Regions from separate parts of the Mus musculus genome. Here all the other regions are linked to region 1. A link is a contact called in public Hi-C and HiCAR-type data. All regions are on one chromosome and are shown on one strand. Each heading gives the region's core, a stretch centred on a gene start, on an enhancer-like site or on the middle of the called end of the contact. The rest is flanking DNA. Distances are from core to core; before and after follow the strand shown. Region 1 has its middle 52 kb from the start of Gm24207. Region 2 has its middle 7.4 kb from the start of Gm41239. Region 3 has its middle 33 kb from the start of Gm6145.

Evidence for each region. Hi-C and Micro-C count contacts between places; a contact is called where the count stands out from the background. HiCAR-type assays count read pairs that join an accessible place to other places.
Region 2: a Hi-C map of neural stem cells shows a contact between it and region 1, with 2.5 times the contacts expected there. The contact joins two enhancer-like sites. A contact is called at or near these places in 9 of 39 promoter capture datasets (the 3T3-L1 cell line, 3T3-L1-derived adipocytes, the HPC-7 cell line and 6 more), 6 of 484 Hi-C or Micro-C datasets (the HL-1 cell line, adipose-derived mesenchymal stem cells, common lymphoid progenitors and 2 more) and 3 of 115 datasets of contacts at active chromatin or transcription factors (astrocytes, craniofacial prominence and embryonic stem cells).
Region 3: a contact with region 1 is called in a HiCAR-type map of astrocytes, with 2.1 times the contacts expected there. The contact joins two enhancer-like sites. A contact is called at or near these places in 6 of 39 promoter capture datasets (the 3T3-L1 cell line, 3T3-L1-derived adipocytes, cranial neural crest and 2 more), 7 of 484 Hi-C or Micro-C datasets (the C2C12 cell line, adipose-derived mesenchymal stem cells, cerebral cortex and 4 more), 1 of 115 datasets of contacts at active chromatin or transcription factors (astrocytes) and 1 of 9 other capture datasets (embryonic stem cells).

The regions. Positions count from the first base shown.
Region 1 is chr14:105,327,176-105,330,037 of GRCm38.p6, reverse strand. No RefSeq gene overlaps it. Among named protein-coding and RNA genes, the nearest start is that of Gm24207, 52 kb to the right of the region's middle. Within about 2 kb of position 1,402, at least 217 of the 459 cell types and tissues checked have an H3K27ac peak or open chromatin away from gene starts, as enhancers often do. A contact at or near this core is called in the C2C12 cell line, astrocytes, cerebral cortex and 1 more, where this site is marked.
Region 2 is chr14:105,813,986-105,816,847 of GRCm38.p6, reverse strand. No RefSeq gene overlaps it. Among named protein-coding and RNA genes, the nearest start is that of Gm41239, 7.4 kb to the left of the region's middle. Within about 2 kb of position 1,382, at least 62 of the 459 cell types and tissues checked have an H3K27ac peak or open chromatin away from gene starts, as enhancers often do. A contact at or near this core is called in astrocytes and neural stem cells, where this site is marked.
Region 3 is chr14:105,675,137-105,677,998 of GRCm38.p6, reverse strand. No RefSeq gene overlaps it. Among named protein-coding and RNA genes, the nearest start is that of Gm6145, 33 kb to the right of the region's middle. Within about 2 kb of position 1,343, at least 58 of the 459 cell types and tissues checked have an H3K27ac peak or open chromatin away from gene starts, as enhancers often do. A contact at or near this core is called in the C2C12 cell line, astrocytes and cerebral cortex, where this site is marked.

The sequences.
Region 1 (2,862 bases), core at 153-2,652:
CTACCAATGGCCCAAAAGAACCATAAACGTATTCACAAACCTAAGAGAGTTAAGATCTGAGAGAGAACAGTTAACCAAGCCGAGGTGCAGAGGTTCAGAAGGTAGGCAGAAACCATGCAGAGAAGCCAAGCAAAGCTTTTACCAAGCGCTGACCAAACCACCACCACCACACTTGGCATTATACAGGGGCAGTAGGGATCCAAAATCGTATCCTGGTGCTGTGAAGCAAGCAATTGACCCATCAATTCGTCTCCCCAAGCCCTTCTATGGAATTGGCCACAACTGTGCTTCTTCAATTGGTTTGGTCTGGTTTGGCTTGGTTTGGTTTATTAAAACAGGGTCTTTGTAGCCCAGGCTGGACTCAAACTCACTATGTAGCTGTATAAGTTCGAGGATAAACTTGAGTTCCTGATCATCCAGGCCCTACCTCCCAACTGCTGAGACCACAGGCATAGCATATAGCACCGCACCCAGTCCATAGGTGCACTTCCTTACACCTTCATAACTGTTTTCATGAAGCCCAGCTTTTCCCACACTCGTGAAGTCTTGAACTATTGCACAGTGCTTGAAGTTTGAGTTGTGCACAAGCAAGAAGTTTAGAGAAGGGATTGGTCATAGAGTGAAGAGAATCAGAGTACAGTCTGCAAGTCATTATGCCAAGCAAACTGAAGGAGTTTAGTCACAACCTCAATTCCACTAATACTCCTTTATTGGTTCTCATCAGAGACAAGGGGAGAACACAGGCAAAATTAAGATAAAAGCTTCTATAACCTCAATCAGTCACCTCTCTTAGGATTTTTCTCCTCCTCCACTTCCCCCCATTTCCTCTGAGGACATGCATTCCCAACCCTTAAGCTGTCCTGAGAGTTATGCACACTCTACCGCCTTACCCCTCTGGCAGTTTCTCTGAGGTAATAGCATCTGGAGCCAAGGCCAACATAAGAGAGGCCACAGGGGCCATTCCCCGGCAGCACTAAAACCCCCAGAATAGCAAGGTGTGTGTGTGGGGTGGGGGGGTGTTCATTTACTCCCTGTAAGTGGGCCTGTGGTGGGCTTTGGGAACCACATCTGTATGATGTCAAATGTGAAAGATGAAAAACAAGGAGACGAGTTTTGCTCAGCCTCCCCTTTCCCACAATTCCTTTCAGAAATGAAGCAGTTAACGCGGCTCTCCTCCTCTTGGCTGGAGCGTTCATGTTTTATTGGCACTGTTTTATCCCTTGAGACAATGGCAGATTGTTTCTGGTGTGCGCAGAAGGATCTTGTTCTGGCAGGCAGGCTTCCAGTCAACAAGCCCCACATCCTCTGCAAGAAGCCAGCATGTGCTTTGTTCCAACCTGACTGTCAAGTAGCTTTTCCCAGTCAGACTCCCAGCCCAGCCTGCCGGTGTCAGCGAGAGCTCTGACAAAACTGAAACCAAAAACACTCAACAGAGTTTCCAACCCATGCAAACCCAAGCCAGCCCGGTCAGGGAAGGAGGTGGCTACTGAAATCCTTCGGCTGAGAGGCTCTTCACAAGCATGCTCTGCTCACATTACCTGCTTAGAAAAAGCCCTCTTCCCCTCAGACCTTTGCCCTGCTTAGCAGCCTTCAAACATCGAGGATTGGGTAATCCTAACTGCAGCACTCGCTCCATCTTGAAGAGCTGCTCTGCCAGCAAGTAGGGAACAAATTTAAAACAATAAAGAACTCCCTACTTTACTTGAAAAGTCCATCACCACAATCAAAACCACCCTACCCATCCACTCACCCACTCAGGCTGTCTCCTCCTGAGCATCCGCTGCACCGTACCTAGGAAGGAGTCACCCAAGATAGCCACCATGAGTTGCTCTCTAGCGATTAAGAAATTAGAACTAAGAAGTACTAAATACCAAGACTTCCATTCAGCTATAGATCAGAAAGCACAAAATATTTGACTTTATTAGATCTTAACTTTTTTTTTCTAACCTGAGCACAGCACGCACGCTATCATAGAAGCGAGGCAGAGGCAGGACGTCTGCAAATTTCAACCCGTGCTGGGTTACAAAACAAGACCTTATCTGAGAAGAAAAAAATATATATATTGTATAGAGACAGAATTTAAAGATAAGGAAACAAACCAATCAAGGTTAAGGGTCTATCAGTGGTTATGTACTAGGGAAATGATAAAGCTGGTTATTAAAACCCATTTTCCAGTGGAGGAAAGACAAGTCTTTCGGTAGCAAAAGGCTCTCTCCGGTACCTTCAGAAGTTTGCATGACACTTCCTAAAGGTGGCTGTGCATCTTTCTTCCCTCTTTGTGTGTAGATGTATGTATTTATGTGTACTCATTGGAGGGTGTATGCGCACATATGTGGGGGAAGCCAGAGGACAACAGCTATCTCCTACATGGCTCTCTACCTTCTTTCAGAGATGGAGTCTTTCACTGGACATGGAATTTATCCATGGGGTGGACTGGTTGCCTAGCAAGCCCAAGCTTGGAAGCCTATCTCTCCCAAACCTCTTGCTTCTTGTAGTTCAAGACCACAACCAGGGTCACCTCGGGTGGATGGTGCCTTGCGTCTCCTCCTTTGCTCAGCTAGATGATACCCTGATGCGGAAGGAAGCTTTTGAGTAGTTAGTTGCTACAGTGAGTTGGGTTAAGGCCTTGGGGAGATGTTAAGATGGAATAAATGCATCTTGTATGTGAGACATTAATGTGGAGGAGCATGGATGGAATACTAAGGTTTATATGTGTCATTCCAGCCTCTAACGCTGACCATAGTAAAAGGTGGGACCTCGAGAAGGTGATTGGGCCATGGAGGTCCCTTCCTGGAGAATGGGATCAGGTGTCCTCATGATGAGCATGGCAAGGAAAGCCGGTCGTTCCTTACCCTTCAGCCT
Region 2 (2,862 bases), core at 133-2,632, 490 kb before region 1:
TAACTTACGTAAGACACAGCAAGGTTGGGAGCAATATTAAAGATCTAAGGTCAAGGCCTGGGAATCTGACTTGTGGGTGACTTACTGAGAGCAATATACCAATGTCACCTAAGTAATTAATAAGTGGGTTATTATTTTGAGACAGGATCCTGCTAGGTGGCTCAAGCTGAACTAAAGCTTGGTATTCTGACCCCCCCACTTCATACTGCCTCAGCTCCCCAAGTGCTGGGATTAAGACTGTAGGCCACCACGCCCAGCTCCAGAGTTATGTTTTTATTAGAAGTCTTAAAAAAAAACCCTCATTACTGTATTATGAAATCAGTCGATACGACGCTGGAGACCTTCATCTGCTCTTTCCTGATTTTGTGACTTCATATAACAGAGATACCTCTCAGATGAGCTGGACTGAATGTCCAGAATTATAGTTTTTAACGTTCAGTTTAGGATTTTGATATGACAGTTGGTCTCCAGCCACAGTTCATGCCTGTTCTCTTGGCTTTGGAGAAAGTGGGTTTTAAGGAGTTAAAAGGAGAAAACAAGAGTCTCTGCTGGCTGCTCTGAGATGACAAAATCAGATAGGTATTTGACAGAAAGAACTTCAAAGCCACGTCCAGTGGCAGCATTGGCCCTAATACAATGGCGTGACCATTTACTAGCACTTTTTCAAACACGGACAGAAATGAAGAGCTCAGAATGTGGAAATGGAGACTCCCAGCAACGTGCTTCAGGGTCTCAGAAATCAGGGCATGCACAGGAGAGCTGCTTTGGACACCTCTCCTTCCTTTTACACTCCCACTTAGCTTTCCTTTTAAGTGTCAAGTGAAGCAGGTGGTGGACCTGTCATTTTGACATTCCTCTGCAAATTAATTAGGCTTTGAGAGCATAGGTCAGCTCTGCCACGCAGGGGAGCTTCAGCTCCGGGATTCTGGCAGGAGTTCAAGAGGAGTGTTATTGCTTTGAACTCACTTGTTAGCCGTGCAAAATAAACACTATCCACCTTGCAATAAAAAAAAAAAAAAGCATCGGCAGGAGAGAAAAAGAGAACGTTCTAAACCCCTCCCTTGAGCCTCCAAACCCCTGGGCTGTGGCTGCTAAATTAGGACACGAAAAATCAGGCCCGCTTGTGAAAAGAAAAAAAAAAGGGGGGTGGGGGTGGGGGGAAAAGCCATCTTACAACAAACACCCAAAAATTAACGATCGCTGAGAACTACTGATATTTTCATGATCCGAAGCGGACTGAGAGTCGGAGAGTTCACGGATGCGTCCCGGCGCTCCTGTAGAATGTTTCCTGGCTAATTATTTGCCACTACCACTGTTCACTTCCTGTGGTGGATTTATGCTAAATCCTGTTATTAGTCTTGCTCTGCAGTTGCCATTGTCTCTGAGTAGAGGCAAGCCTGAAAGGGTGCAGTCAGCCCTTTATTACGCAACATGTGAATGGGGATTTGACCCAATGTCCGACCACTTCCCCGCTTCAGTTTTTATGTGAGCTTGCTGAGCCTTCCCCAATAAATCACCAGGTTACAGTGAACTTTTACTCTTTTTTTCTCTCTTTTAACTCCACTGTGTGTGTGTGTGTGTGTGTGTGTGTGTGTGTGTGTGTGTGTGTGTGACAGAGAGAGAGAAAGAGAGAGAGAACTAATGCACACACATTCACTTAAAAGATAACATAATTCCATTGCCTTTTCAGACAGTAGGTAAAAACCTATACCCAATTTCTACTGTTCTTCCTCCCCAAAATATGTAGAACCACATTTGATGCCTTCATCTCATCCTATGATTTAATAACTTATATTTAAACAACAATTTTAAACAAATGTGATGTGCAAACGGCCCGAATACCTGTGGGAAAAGCTAATATTCCTGACAAAATCCAGCTGAGTTCTTGAGCCCTTTAACGGAACGTGGTATCATCTTAAACACAACTTTTCCTTTAAGTAAAACTAGCACAAGTATTGTCTCTTTAATCAAAGTATTCTATTCTAAATCTTTAAACTACATTATAATGTTTAATGAGAATATTTCCACCATGTTTATGAGTATCTCAGATTTAAACATTAAATACTAAAAATTATCATTTTTAAAAGCCATGAACTTGTGTTAGATAAAAATAAGATAATGATAGACGCTTCAGTTTTAGCTTAAATATTCCATTATTTTGCCTCTAATGACTTTATAAACACACCTGTGATTCCGGTGTGAATGTTTTAAAACTCTATCAGATTATAGCTATGAATATTCACAGTAGTGAAACTACAGACTATAAATTCCTCTCTCACAGATTTTTTTCTAATATGCACATAAACAGTTACTATTTAAGTCTTTGAAAATCTTATTTCCATTAACTGCAAATCTTGTTTGTTTTGCCATTTTTTTTTCTGCCATAAGTCTTATGAGGAATGTTCATCTAGAAACACTCAGATATTGGGATACATGTTCAGCTGAATGAATTTAAATTATAAAATAGACATTAATATGGGTAGGTAAACTAGTTACATTAACCAAACTCTGGAATACTGGTGGTGCTGGCTTGGGTAAGCATGGCATTTGTAAGCTCATATGCTTGGAGACTTGATTCTCTCTTGGTGGAACGGTTCCGGGAGGATTAGCAGGTTTGGCCTCCTTAGAGGAGCTATGTCACTGGGAAAAAGTCTTGAGGTTCCAAAAGACTTGTGCCATTCCCAGTGTGCCTCTCTCTTTCCTGCTTGTAGATCTAGATATGTGGTCTCAGCTATGCTTACATCATGCCTTGCTCTGCCATCAAATTCTAGCCCTCTAGAAATCATTAGCCCAATTAAACACTTGTTCATATAGGTTGCCTTGATCATAATGTTTTGTCAAAGCTATGGAAAACTAGCTAAG
Region 3 (2,862 bases), core at 94-2,593, 350 kb before region 1:
CGCCATTTCTGGCCTGGAATATGGCTTGGAACATTTCTGAAGTTGTCCTGTAGCCATGGGTTAAAGGCCACTCACTGATGCTGGCAGGGATGACCCATGGACAGGGGAGTCCTGTGCTGTTTGTTCCCCTGGATGTCACCTCAGCTTCATCTGCCTGCCTGGCCACTTTGACATGAGTTAAATACTCTTCTGGGGTAAGCTTCTGAGGGTTCTTGTCGATTGCAGATTGCACAGTTCTGAGTTAAACTAAAGCATCTTTTCGAGCTCTCTTGTTTCGATCAAGATTTCAGAGACCCTGGAAGGGCAAGCGAGTACCAAAGAGAGCAGCAAAGTAAATCAGAGCTGTGTAGATTAAGGATACATACTGAAAAGGCTTCCACAGCAGGCAGAACCTAAGATGAGGCCTTAAGGAAGCCAAAGCACAAATGGGAATCAAGAGAAGAGGGAGGCTTCCTCACTGGATTTCCCTTGGCAGTGAATGATTTTACAAATACTCTATATAGAATTTTTGCGATTATTTTGCTATCTAAAATGTGTATGTGCATGCAAATGTATAAGAGGATTATCTTACCAACATGGTATGGCAAGCTTGCAGAAATGTCCAAGGTAAGTATCATAGGGTGGAAAAAGGCAGTCATCGGCACTGTGAATCTTTACTTAAAATAACAGCAAAGTGGAAGTGTGGTTCTGATGTGATGAGAGGACACGGCTGGTGATATCAGAGATACATGCTTCCATTGAAGTGAATCGAGATGCAGCAATATAAATAGCTTATTGAAGATGCATGTCCCTGTGAGCCTCTGCTTCCTCCGAGCAAAAGGAAAAGCAACTCTCCTCTTTCAAAAAGAAAACAGGGTTCCAAGTGGCAGTTTACCAGAGAACCGCACAGGAAATTTAAAGTCAAGACAGACACACTGTGTGCCTAAGTTTTAAAATGTCCCAGTAAGAGTTAAGTGAATTTGGAGCTGCACACTGAAGACTCAGCTGTACCCCAAGACCCTTCTGCAGAAGAGAAAGAAAATAAGTTCTAATTAAATTGTATTAATTGGTTTAGCTGATCTGGAAATAGAGTAAGGCCTCTGCTCTAATTTTGGTTTTTTGGCTCAAGTCAACTTGTCCTTGACATGAGAATAAAGGATCGGAGTGGGAAAGTACCCAGAAATGCCGGGGCAGAGACTTTTAAACTATCCAAGGTTAAAGAGCGATGCTATCTCAGAGGAGATGGACTTAAAATTCTGCTGCCAATTTAGAGAAGTCAGAAGTGCAGGCAAGAAAAGGAGAGTGTGATTAAGACCCACACTTTCTTAAAGCTCTGCAAAGCTGCAAAGAAAAGGCCGGCATTCTTCCTGTAATAGTGAGCACTTGTTACAGAGAAAAGGAGAAGGTGGTGAAAGCGGCAGGGTATAATGACCTTATTTCAGGCCACTTACCGTAAGTTTTCGTGTATAAGGTAACTAATATTCATAAGCTAGTGGCAGCGCTTGACAGCTTGACCTTACTATGTGAAAGTAACATTTTCTCACCCTTAAAATGACCTTTGAAACCATATTCTCCTGTGCATTACAAAATTGGTTATCACCATTATGCAAAAATAGAATGTATTTCTAAAGACATAGTGTGGTAAGAAACAACTTATTTATTCTTTTGTTGCTGTCCCTATAAGCTAAAGGTTTGAAAGTAATTATAATCAACAGAAACACACTGAGCGCCAAAATTCCCTGGCACGTAGATGTTACCCCATAAGGAATAACTTGGACGTTGCTCTGTAGCAAAGTAAAATTTAATGTGAAAAAAGTATTCTGAGGCAGTGAGCTTGTTCTGAGCCGAGCATCTGTGTCCTTCAAAAATTCATGAGTAGAATCCCCAAGCTCCAGCATGCTGAGAGTCAGAGACGGCAATTCTAAGAAGTAATGATGATTATAGGAGGCCATGAAGGACTTCACGGAAGGTTTACACATTGTCTGAAAACAGATCACAGGGAGGGAGGATGTAGTCACACACTCCTCTTGCAAGCACGAGAGCTTGATCTCATATTCCCACACCCATGCCGGATGTCGTGCTGCAGACCTGGAATCCTGAGATGCTGGGAGTTGTGTCTCACCTTCACCTCTTGAGAACCTAATGGAACCTGTGAGCTCCAAATTCACCAAGAAAACTTGCCTCAAAACAAACAAACAAACAAACAATGTGTAGAGCAGCTGAGGAAGCATCCTGATGCCAATCTCTGGCCTCTACAAGCACACATGAACATGTGCATATATGCACAAGTGTGTGTGTGTGTGTGTGTGTGAGAGAGAGAGAGAGAACAGAAAGCTCTCCCACACTCACATCCTCACTCTCTCCCGTTCTCTCTATGCCATAGGAGGGCACAGTGAGGGGAAGATGCAGGACAGAAAGCCCTCACCAGAGCTCAACAATGCTAGCGCCTTACCTTCTAGTTCGCACCTCCAGAACTGTGGGCAAGAAGTTTGTTTGTTTATTTGTTTGTTTGTTTGTTTGTTTTTTCTCTTTAAACAGTCTTTCCTATGTCACTTTATTATGGTAATCTGACTAATACATAGCTGATTTAGCCGAGCACAAACATGCTATTTATAAACAAATGCATGCAACAGTGAGCTCTCCTGTCTGTGGCATTTGGTTCTAGTCCATGACTGGGTTCTGACTGTCTGATTATTAATCTCTGAGTCCTTGTCCTTCATATGCTCTTGCAGGGTGATGCATCTTCTTCATGATGACAACAGATGAAACTTTCCAAAGGTTGGTGACTCAGGAAGGCTCACTAATAATGTGTGTGTTACAGCCCATCTGTCCTTTGTATGAGAACACATTGTGCCTTCCAGAACTGAAATTGTGGCTTTATTA